Linked DNA regions of Sus scrofa: region 2 is linked to region 1. Evidence: chromatin contacts called from public HiChIP or PLAC-seq data. All regions are on one chromosome and are shown on one strand. The core of a region is the stretch at or near the end of the contact, and the rest is flanking DNA. Distances in the headings are between cores, read along the strand shown. Region 1 holds the start of NDC80 (kinetochore protein NDC80 homolog). Region 2 holds the start of ENOSF1 (enolase superfamily member 1).

Region 1 (4,185 bases), core at 755-3,254:
ATCTTGACAAAATAGTTTGGAGAAGTGGTGTTCTGTAGGTTGCTGCTAAACTGCAGTTAATTATCAGAGCAGATAATACCTTTGATTGAGAACTCTGCTAGTAGGATCCATCTCAGTAATTTGAAAATTATAGCACAGAACCTACTCAACCAAGCAGCTCAAGAGTAAAGGAGGAAAATAAGAATGAAAGAGCATTGAAGGGGAATTAGCAGTCCTTCAGGGATTGCCTAGCAAAGGACATGGATTTGGAGATTTAAGTAACAAATGAGGAAAAAATACAACATCTAGTAACATGCCCACTTTTAGCCTTCAGGGACTCCAAATTAGGTCCTACTGAGAACAGACAAGATCCATCACACCACTCATACTACGTCTTTGTATTAACCATCTTTACAAATTTCTTTGCCAAAGACAATAAGGCATGAGGTACTCACGTTTGAGGGGTATGGAGGCCTTGTTTGTTTAAGTCCTGGGATCTTAATTCCTGCATAGAGAGGCGTCCAGCACCACCGGTGGAAACTGAACTTCGTTTCATGCTTATAACCTGCATTCATGAATTTGGTATTAAAAAGGTCTTTCCAGACATAGGTGGTATGTTAAGCACCAACAATTATTTGTATCCTCAAAGAGAAAGGCAGCCAAGTGTCATCATTTCTTCAAGATAATCTTTCCTGGGCTATCTTTACTTGTTCGTGTAAGGTGAAGTCCTCATTTGCAGGGAATATCTATCTAACTCCATTTAAAAGTATTCAACACACATAAACACTTACTGCCTACCATGTACCAGGAAGCATGCAAAGCAATGCAAACAATACAAAGGTTAGTTATGACTCCTACCTTCACAAGGGTATTTATGGTAGTTAAAACTCTGCATCCTAACTCAGACCACATCACTACTGTTGGCTGTGCCTCTCAGTGGGGAGTTAGAGGCTACCTGAAAAGAACTACCTGTTTCCTTTTCTTCTGTCTCAGAATAGAGCCATTCTGTTTGCTTTTCCTAACATCCATCTCTCTTGCTCTGTCTCCCACTTATATTCTTCAATTTCTGCCTCTCTTGCTTCAATCTCCCTTCATCAAGGATAAATTATCTGGTCTACAGACTGCTTCCATTTTCTGAGACCACAGTCGTACCTCACCCCCTTCCCAGTTACTGAAACGGTTGCCTCCTGCCTGGGATACTCTTGATTAACAAATCTTTTGATCCTAACTTAGCTCTGAGGCATTAGACACTATACACCGAGTTCTTCCAGATCCTTCCCTGGTTTCCAGGAAAGTGGACATTTGTGGTAATCCTTCTACATCTCTGGGCTCACCTTTGTCTTTTCAACTGACTGCACTCTTTTCCTCTTTGGCCAACTATTTCGTCTCCAGTATACGCTTCTGCATCTATTAAACTTTTCCACTCTCATCTATATCTTTAGGTCCACTACCAATCTCCAGTTAAAATGTACTCTTAAAATCTGAGACTGAGACTTCCAGATGTATTCCTTACATGGCCACCAGGATGTTACACTAGTATCTCAAACGCAACACACCAAACAGTCCCTCATCTTGTTCTTCCTCTCTCTGCTTCCATCAGTTAATCCCCTTTTCCTTTCTCCATTCCCTCTTCTTACCACTAGTGTCCCCTTGACCCTTCCTTTCTCCTTTAGGAAATCACCGCCATTAGAAATTTACTGGACTCCGGGAAACTAGCGCCTGGCATAGATTCGGCCGGAGGCGAGTTAGGAGAGCAAACACCAGAACGCCGTCCTCCAGGCCTCCGAATTTAACGGGTTGTTGCCCTAGCGTTCCCCCTCCAGACCAGAACTGCCGGAACGAAATTAACCTGAAGTCATTAGTCACCTTTCTTCCAGCTTCCTGACACGACCCGGCAGCCGAATCTCTGTAAACCGTGCAATTGCCAGCTAAAACGGACAGTGGCAGCCAAAACACTAACTCCTTTCTGCTCCCGCCCGTGCCGTTCGAATTTTAAAATCTCCGCCGGCGCTGACGTCATCGCGCTGACGTGCGCGCGCGTGCGCAAATCCCGCGCGCCGGAACTTTGCGTGACGGTGGCGCCCTGCCGCCTCACGGGGCGCACTGGCGTCTAATGTCTCTGAAGTGTCTTCTATGGAGTTTGGCCCGATTCCTGTATTTAGCTCCAAGGACCCAGGCGCTCTAAGCCCTTGGGTAGCGAGCTTAGCGCTCCAAGCAGCCCTGGAACGCTTTTTCCGTACAGCAGCAGGGCCGCTCCTGCTGACTCTTAGAAAAGGAGATTTTTTTTTTTTTTTTTTTTTTTGCTTATGCTCTGAAAGGAGTGTCTTTCAAGACCACTGTTTAGCTGGGTGCTGTTTCAGGAAGGAAGTCTGGGAAGGCGGCGTGCACTGTTCTGACGAGGGAGGCGGTGAGGTAGGAGACAGTGACGGCCTGCTGTGGGAGCAGTCGGCTCCGAGGGTCGCGCTATGGAGGCGGCCACCAGGGTTCACGCTCAGAGCTGCACTGCTGTCTGGGGCTCTACGGCCCTCTAGTGGCGGCCTGCGAGGAGGTGGAGGGACCCGGTGTGAGGCCAAATAGGAGGGAGAAGTGCACTTAATTTGGGGCACGTCACCTTTCCTGGCCGAGTTTCAGTCTTCTGTCGACGTTCTAGCTATCACTACAATTTCAGGACCTCTTCACCCCAAGTAATGACTCGGAAGGGAGGATTGAGAACAGAATTACCATCATCCGTAGCATTTATTTGAGCACTTGCTTTGTGTCAGACACCTTGCACAACAAACACTTCTTGTCGATTATCTCATTTAATTCTCTGAACTGCCCTCTGAGATGTCCTAAAAATGATGAAATTAAGGCTCACTGAGATCAAGTAACTTGTCCGTGGTCGTACTGCTAATATACGGAGTTAGATTTTAAATCTAAATGCTACTGTTATTAACTACTGTTAATCACTTGATGTATTTCTTATTCTCTTCTCCTCTTAAGTTTTCCACTACACCAGATTTAATAAGCAATCCAGAACTAAAAGCCTTCTTTTAGAGAAAAGATAAGGTAGTTCTTTATTTAAAAAACAGACTCACAGACTTAGAAAACAATTTTATGGTTATCAGAGGGGGATGGGGGAAGGAGACAAACTAGTAGTTTGGGATTAACAAATACACAGTAGTATGTATTAAGTAGACTTAACAAGGACCTACTGTATTGCACAGGGAACTATAGTACATGTCTTGTAATAACCTATAATGGAAAGGAACCTGAAAAAGAGTCACTTTGCAGTACACCTGAAGCTAACACAGCATTGTAAATTAACTATACTTCAACTTTAAAAACTGTTAAAAAAAAAAGATAAGGAAGTTTTGAAAAGCCTTATTGCCGGAAGAGAACTGCTCAGAACCAGTTACAGATCTGGACTCTTAACCTTGCCATTTTGCTAGGGGTTAGTGCTTCTGATGTGCTATTAAAAATTGCATTTTTGGAGTTTCCGTCGTGGCTCAGTGGAAATGAATCCGACTAGGTGCCATGAGGTTGCGGATTTGATCCCTGGACTTGCTCAGTGGGTTAAGGATCTGGTGTTGCTGGAAGCTGTGGTGTAGGTTGCAGACAAAACTCGGATCTGGCTTTGCTGTGGCGTAGGGCAGCAGCTACAGCTCCGATATGACCCCTAGCCTGGGAACCTCCATATGCTGCGGGTGCGGCCCTCAAAAGACAGAAAAAAAAAATATTGCATTTTACTCTGCTTTTTGCCCTTTCTGCACCACATTGTTAGCAGTGAGTAGTAGAGTAGTGAGACTGCAGAATGGGCCCACTTACTATGGCAAATGTAGTTTGAAAAAACAAAGGCTGATGTGCTAACAACTCCTCTGGAAATTCTGTGACCTTCTCTAGGTTTAGCTCATTAAAAAGGCTGAATTCTCATAGGTAGTGTAGTGTTTATTCTTTGCTTTGCAAGACAGTCATCTTTTAAGGATTAAGTGTCTTCCTGACTTGGAGGGTGTAGACCTAGTAGCTAGATCTAAGTACTAAGCAGGAGGTTGTATAGAGGGCCTGGGGAGATAGGAGGATCTAACTCGGATTTCAGAAGTAAGATCAGGTTTTAACTCTCTTTGGTCAATTGGCTGAACATTTTGAATTTTTATCCCTGAAATTAAAAGTTTATATTAAAATGTGATTTTCCTTAGTCTTGCTAAGTAACATTAACGTATACAATTT
Region 2 (4,185 bases), core at 1,090-3,589, 1.6 Mb after region 1:
CTCTGAACTGGAGCTGCGACCTATGCCACAGCTATGGCAACATCCGGACCCCTGCACCACAGCTGGAAATCCAAGGACAGAGTGTTTTGAGAAGATAATATGGCATCTATTTTTTAACAAGAAATGATGATACTATAAAAAGAAACCTTAGAAATTTAAAACACCCAGAAAAAATTAAACATTTGGGGTGAAAGTGTTGAAAATCAAATCTGATCTGGAATCCTAAACCAAAGATATACCCAGAACCAAAATAAGAAGTCACAAAGTTTGGGGTTGTTTTTCTTTTAAATTAAGGCATGGATGATAGATTGAGTTTTAATATCAAACTAATGTAAGTTTCAGATGAAGAAAACAAAAGAATCAAGAGGAAGAACTAATGAAATAAACTAGAGGAAATTTTCCACAGAAATGCATTGCTTCTGGTTTGAAAAAAATCCATCAGTTGTAGAGTAAGGTTAATATTTAAGTTAATCATAAATATATATTAGTAATATTTTAAAACTATAAAGAGAAAATAAACATTTTTCTAGAGAGTAGGGGAAAAAAAAAATCCCTCGGCTTATTCTTTAAAGAATGGGACCTAACATTACTTTTTTTTTTTTTTCCTTTTAGGGCCGCACCCAAGGCATATGGAGATTGCCAGGCTAGGGGTCTAATTGAAGCTACAGCTGCCAGCCTACACTACAGCCTGTACAGCCAAGCCAGATCTGAGCTACGTGTGTGACCTATACCACAGCTCACGGCAATGCCAGATCCTTAACCCACTGAGCAAAGCCAGGGATTGAACCCAAAATTTCATGGTTCCTAGTTGGATTTGTTTCTGCTGCGCCACGACAGGAACTCCGACTTAACATTAAAAAGTATTCATTCTTGAACTAAGAATTCTATACAATAAAACCATTCAAATCTGAAAGAAAAAGACATCTTCAGAACCCAAAATACTCAGAATATATCACCTAGGCCAGAGACCCATTCTGAAAAAAAATGAACTGAGCCTATATTCTGGCCACATGCCTCCCCCCAAAAAATCAAGAAAGCAGGAAATAGTAGTGGTAAACAAATGGGTAACACGAGAATTAATGTTGATCCATGTGTAAAGTTATCTCCATATGGCACATGAGTAGGGCAGGACAAGGGAAAAGAAGGGCTATTTCCTATTAACATTTGCATTTCAGACTTCACTTGGAAAATGGTAAGATGCAGCCATCTGGCCTCCAATTCTCACAGGGTCATAATCAGCTGGAGCTGACTGGCTAACCCTTAGCTGCGGCAATTGCCTGTTTCTTACCCCCTTGCATCCTGGTGCCTACCTAGCCCCGGTAGGCATCTAAGTTAACCATCTCAGTCCTGAGCCAAGGAATTCATCCAACAGGGCTATATGTATGCATCCTTGAGCAGCAGATAACCTGGGTATCCCTGAGAACACCCCTGCCACACCCTCAAGAACACATTTCAATGGACTCTTACCTATATAGTATTGCCTCCCAAACATTTAACCCTCCAAACAGTCCTCAGTGGTGGTACAAGGCAAGGGGTTGTGACCTCACCCCCCAAAAAATAATATAAAACTTACTGTGTGCACACTTGGTGGGGGGAGATGTCCATAGCCTCCACCGTGTTGTCAAAGGGATGCTACAGCTTTGAGCCTCAGAGTCCCTGCAACTCTAAGAGCCCTTGAGTTTGCAGCCAGGACACTTAACTAGCTATGTGGCTTTGGGCAAATAATTTACATCACTTAATCTCTCTGAATCCCCAATTCACCAATAAAATGGGCATGACCTGCCTTCCTTGCAGTGTTGGGGGATAAGAGGTAAAGTATTCAAAGTACTGCATCAGCAGGGATGTAATAAATGGTGACCCACCTCTTAATTTATCAAACAGGCTGAGGTCACTTAAAGACACAGGATTTTCCAGCACAAGGCTGTCCTGGCTGAGCCGCATGGACCTGCAGACTGAGGTCAGGAATTGAGCCCAGGGCCGAATCTGCGGATTGCACTCTGACCAGACTCGGCTTCTTCCAGGGTGCTGCTCTGGGTACGGTCACTTTGCTAGTTTCTAGTCTGGGTGGAGCAGGGTCCTGCTGGGGCACTGACTCGGTGTGGGGTCAGCCGAGACCCTGAGCGAGTCTACCTGGGGGCGGGCAGGGTGGCAGTAGGCAGCACCCCCACTGCGGGACGGGAACTTGGCGCAAAGAATCGCGAATCGAGGACCTAGAGCTGAGCTGGCCCCTTGGGTCGGGCCAAGTTCTCGAGCGCGGCCACGCCCCCGGGCTGCGCGGCCAATCAGCCCCCGCCAAGCCCGGCTGTGCACCCTTCCGGCTGTGCACCCTTTCAGCTGCGCACACAGTGTCCTGCAGGGTTGGCGTCTCCCCGACACAGGGCGACATGGTGCGTGGCAGGATCTCCCGACTCTCGGTCCACGACTTGCGCTTCCCCACGTCTCTCGAGGGCCACGGCTCAGACGCTATGGTAGGTGCTGCCCAATGCCTCTGGTCTCATCGACGCCAGGGCCCTCCTTGGCGCCGGGCACCCCGTGGTCCTGGAAAGGTTCCCAACTTTGGAACTGTTGCTTTTGTGAGTGGAGAGGCCGGGAAGGGGAATGAAAGTTTTTAGAGATTCTACACTCTCCTAGGTTTTATTTTTTTCTTATTGTTTTTTGCTTTGCTGGAGTTTAGTATTTCCTGTTTTTACTTTTATGACTTGCATTTTGCTGGAAATGGAGTGCATGATATGCAACAACAGCAAAACGGTGGTGGTGTCTCCCCATCAAACCTTAGACTTGACATGGTTCGCGGTGGTAGAGACCAGAAAGCCCCTGGCAGGGTGATTTAGGTGGTGATCCTGCCTCTGCCACAATTTGCAGTGACCAGAAGATCCTAACCTCTCTGTGCTTCTTGGGCTTATCTGTGAAATGAACAATTCACAGTCTGCCTGGGAGACCAAACAAGCTCGTAGTAACAGGTGGTTTGAGAGGAGGCTGAAAACATGAATAGAGAGGATGTGTCACTGTGAACAGTTAAGCAGATGTCAATCTGTGGAAATGCAGTAAAGTACACACTGAAGGACATTTTTGCTCTGAGACACCCCACACCAGCACCACCTTCAAGTGCAGTATTTCCCAAACACATGAGCCCTGTGCAGGGTCTCCTCCAGCCTGTCCCTGGGACACTGCCCTTCCAGGCCCACTCATGAATGGCCACACTAGAAAAGTGTGGTTATGTAATGAACATGGGAAGCATCCAATTTAGGATAATGATTACCCATTACTTGTAGGGGGTGGGGAATGGATACCTCAGGACTGACTTTAACTGTACTTTTGAGCTGGGTGGATGTTCCTCACATTCCTTGTCCTTGGTGTACTTGAAGTGGTTTCTTGTTAAAAAGTGCTGAAGTTGGAGTTCCTGTCCTGGCTCCGTGGTAACGAGCCCCACTAGTATCTGTGAGGACTCAGGTTCCATCCCTGGCCCCACTCAGTGAGTTAAGGATCCCCTAATGCTGTGGTTGTGGTGTAGGCCAGCAGCTATAGCTCCAATTCCACCCCTAGCCTAGGAACTTCCACATGCTGCGGGTGTGGCCCTAAAAAAAAAAAAAAAAAAAAAAAAAAAAAAAAAAAAAAAAAGATGCTGAAGTTCTTTTTATTTAATTTTTATTTTTATTTTGTCTTTTTGCCTTTTCTAGGGCTGCTCCCACGGCACATGGAGGTTCCCAGGCTAGAGGTCTAATTGGAATTGCAGCTGCTGGCCTACACCACAGCCACAGCAACACCAGATCCAAGCCGCGTCTGCGACCTACACCGCAGTTCATAGCAATGCCAGATCCTCAACCCACTGAGCAAGGCCAGGGATTGAACCCGCAACCTCATGGTTCCTAGTCAGATTCCTTAACCACTGACCCATGATGGGAACTCCTTTTTTTTTTTTTTTTAAACACTTGACGGCACCTGGAAGTTCCCCAGCCAGGGATCCAACCACAGCCACTGCAGAAGCAGTGCTGAGTAGTTATGCTGTGAGCAACAAGGGAAGTCCTGAAGTTACTTTAAAGAATGTCTTTTATTCTGAGAATAAATTCTTCCTGCTTTAAAAACCCTTATGTGTCCTTTCTCATTTGATATTATGGTAAATGACAAAAAAACACCCATTGGGTGATCTTTTGTGAATCTCCAAACAAATCTTTTGAAATTTTATGA

What was found. HiChIP or PLAC-seq counts read pairs in DNA pulled down with a chosen protein or histone mark.
Region 2: a contact with region 1 is called in an H3K27ac HiChIP or PLAC-seq map of skeletal muscle, with 14 times the contacts expected there. The contact joins the promoter of ENOSF1 here to the promoter of NDC80 in region 1. A contact is called at or near these places in 1 of 5 promoter capture datasets (liver) and 1 of 2 datasets of contacts at active chromatin or transcription factors (skeletal muscle).

Annotation. Positions count from the first base shown.
Region 1 is chr6:104,053,781-104,057,965 of Sscrofa11.1, forward strand. NDC80 (kinetochore protein NDC80 homolog) reads right to left here and starts at 2,005. Exons shown (of 17, transcript XM_013999249.2): 1 at 1,846-2,005; 2 at 435-544. The coding sequence starts at 535. It overlaps METTL4 (methyltransferase-like protein 4), which reads left to right and starts at 2,051. Exons shown (of 11, transcript XR_002345043.1): 1 at 2,051-2,391.
Region 2 is chr6:105,610,919-105,615,103 of Sscrofa11.1, forward strand. ENOSF1 (enolase superfamily member 1) reads left to right here and starts at 2,340. Exons shown (of 16, transcript NM_001243617.1): 1 at 2,340-2,468. The coding sequence starts at 2,385.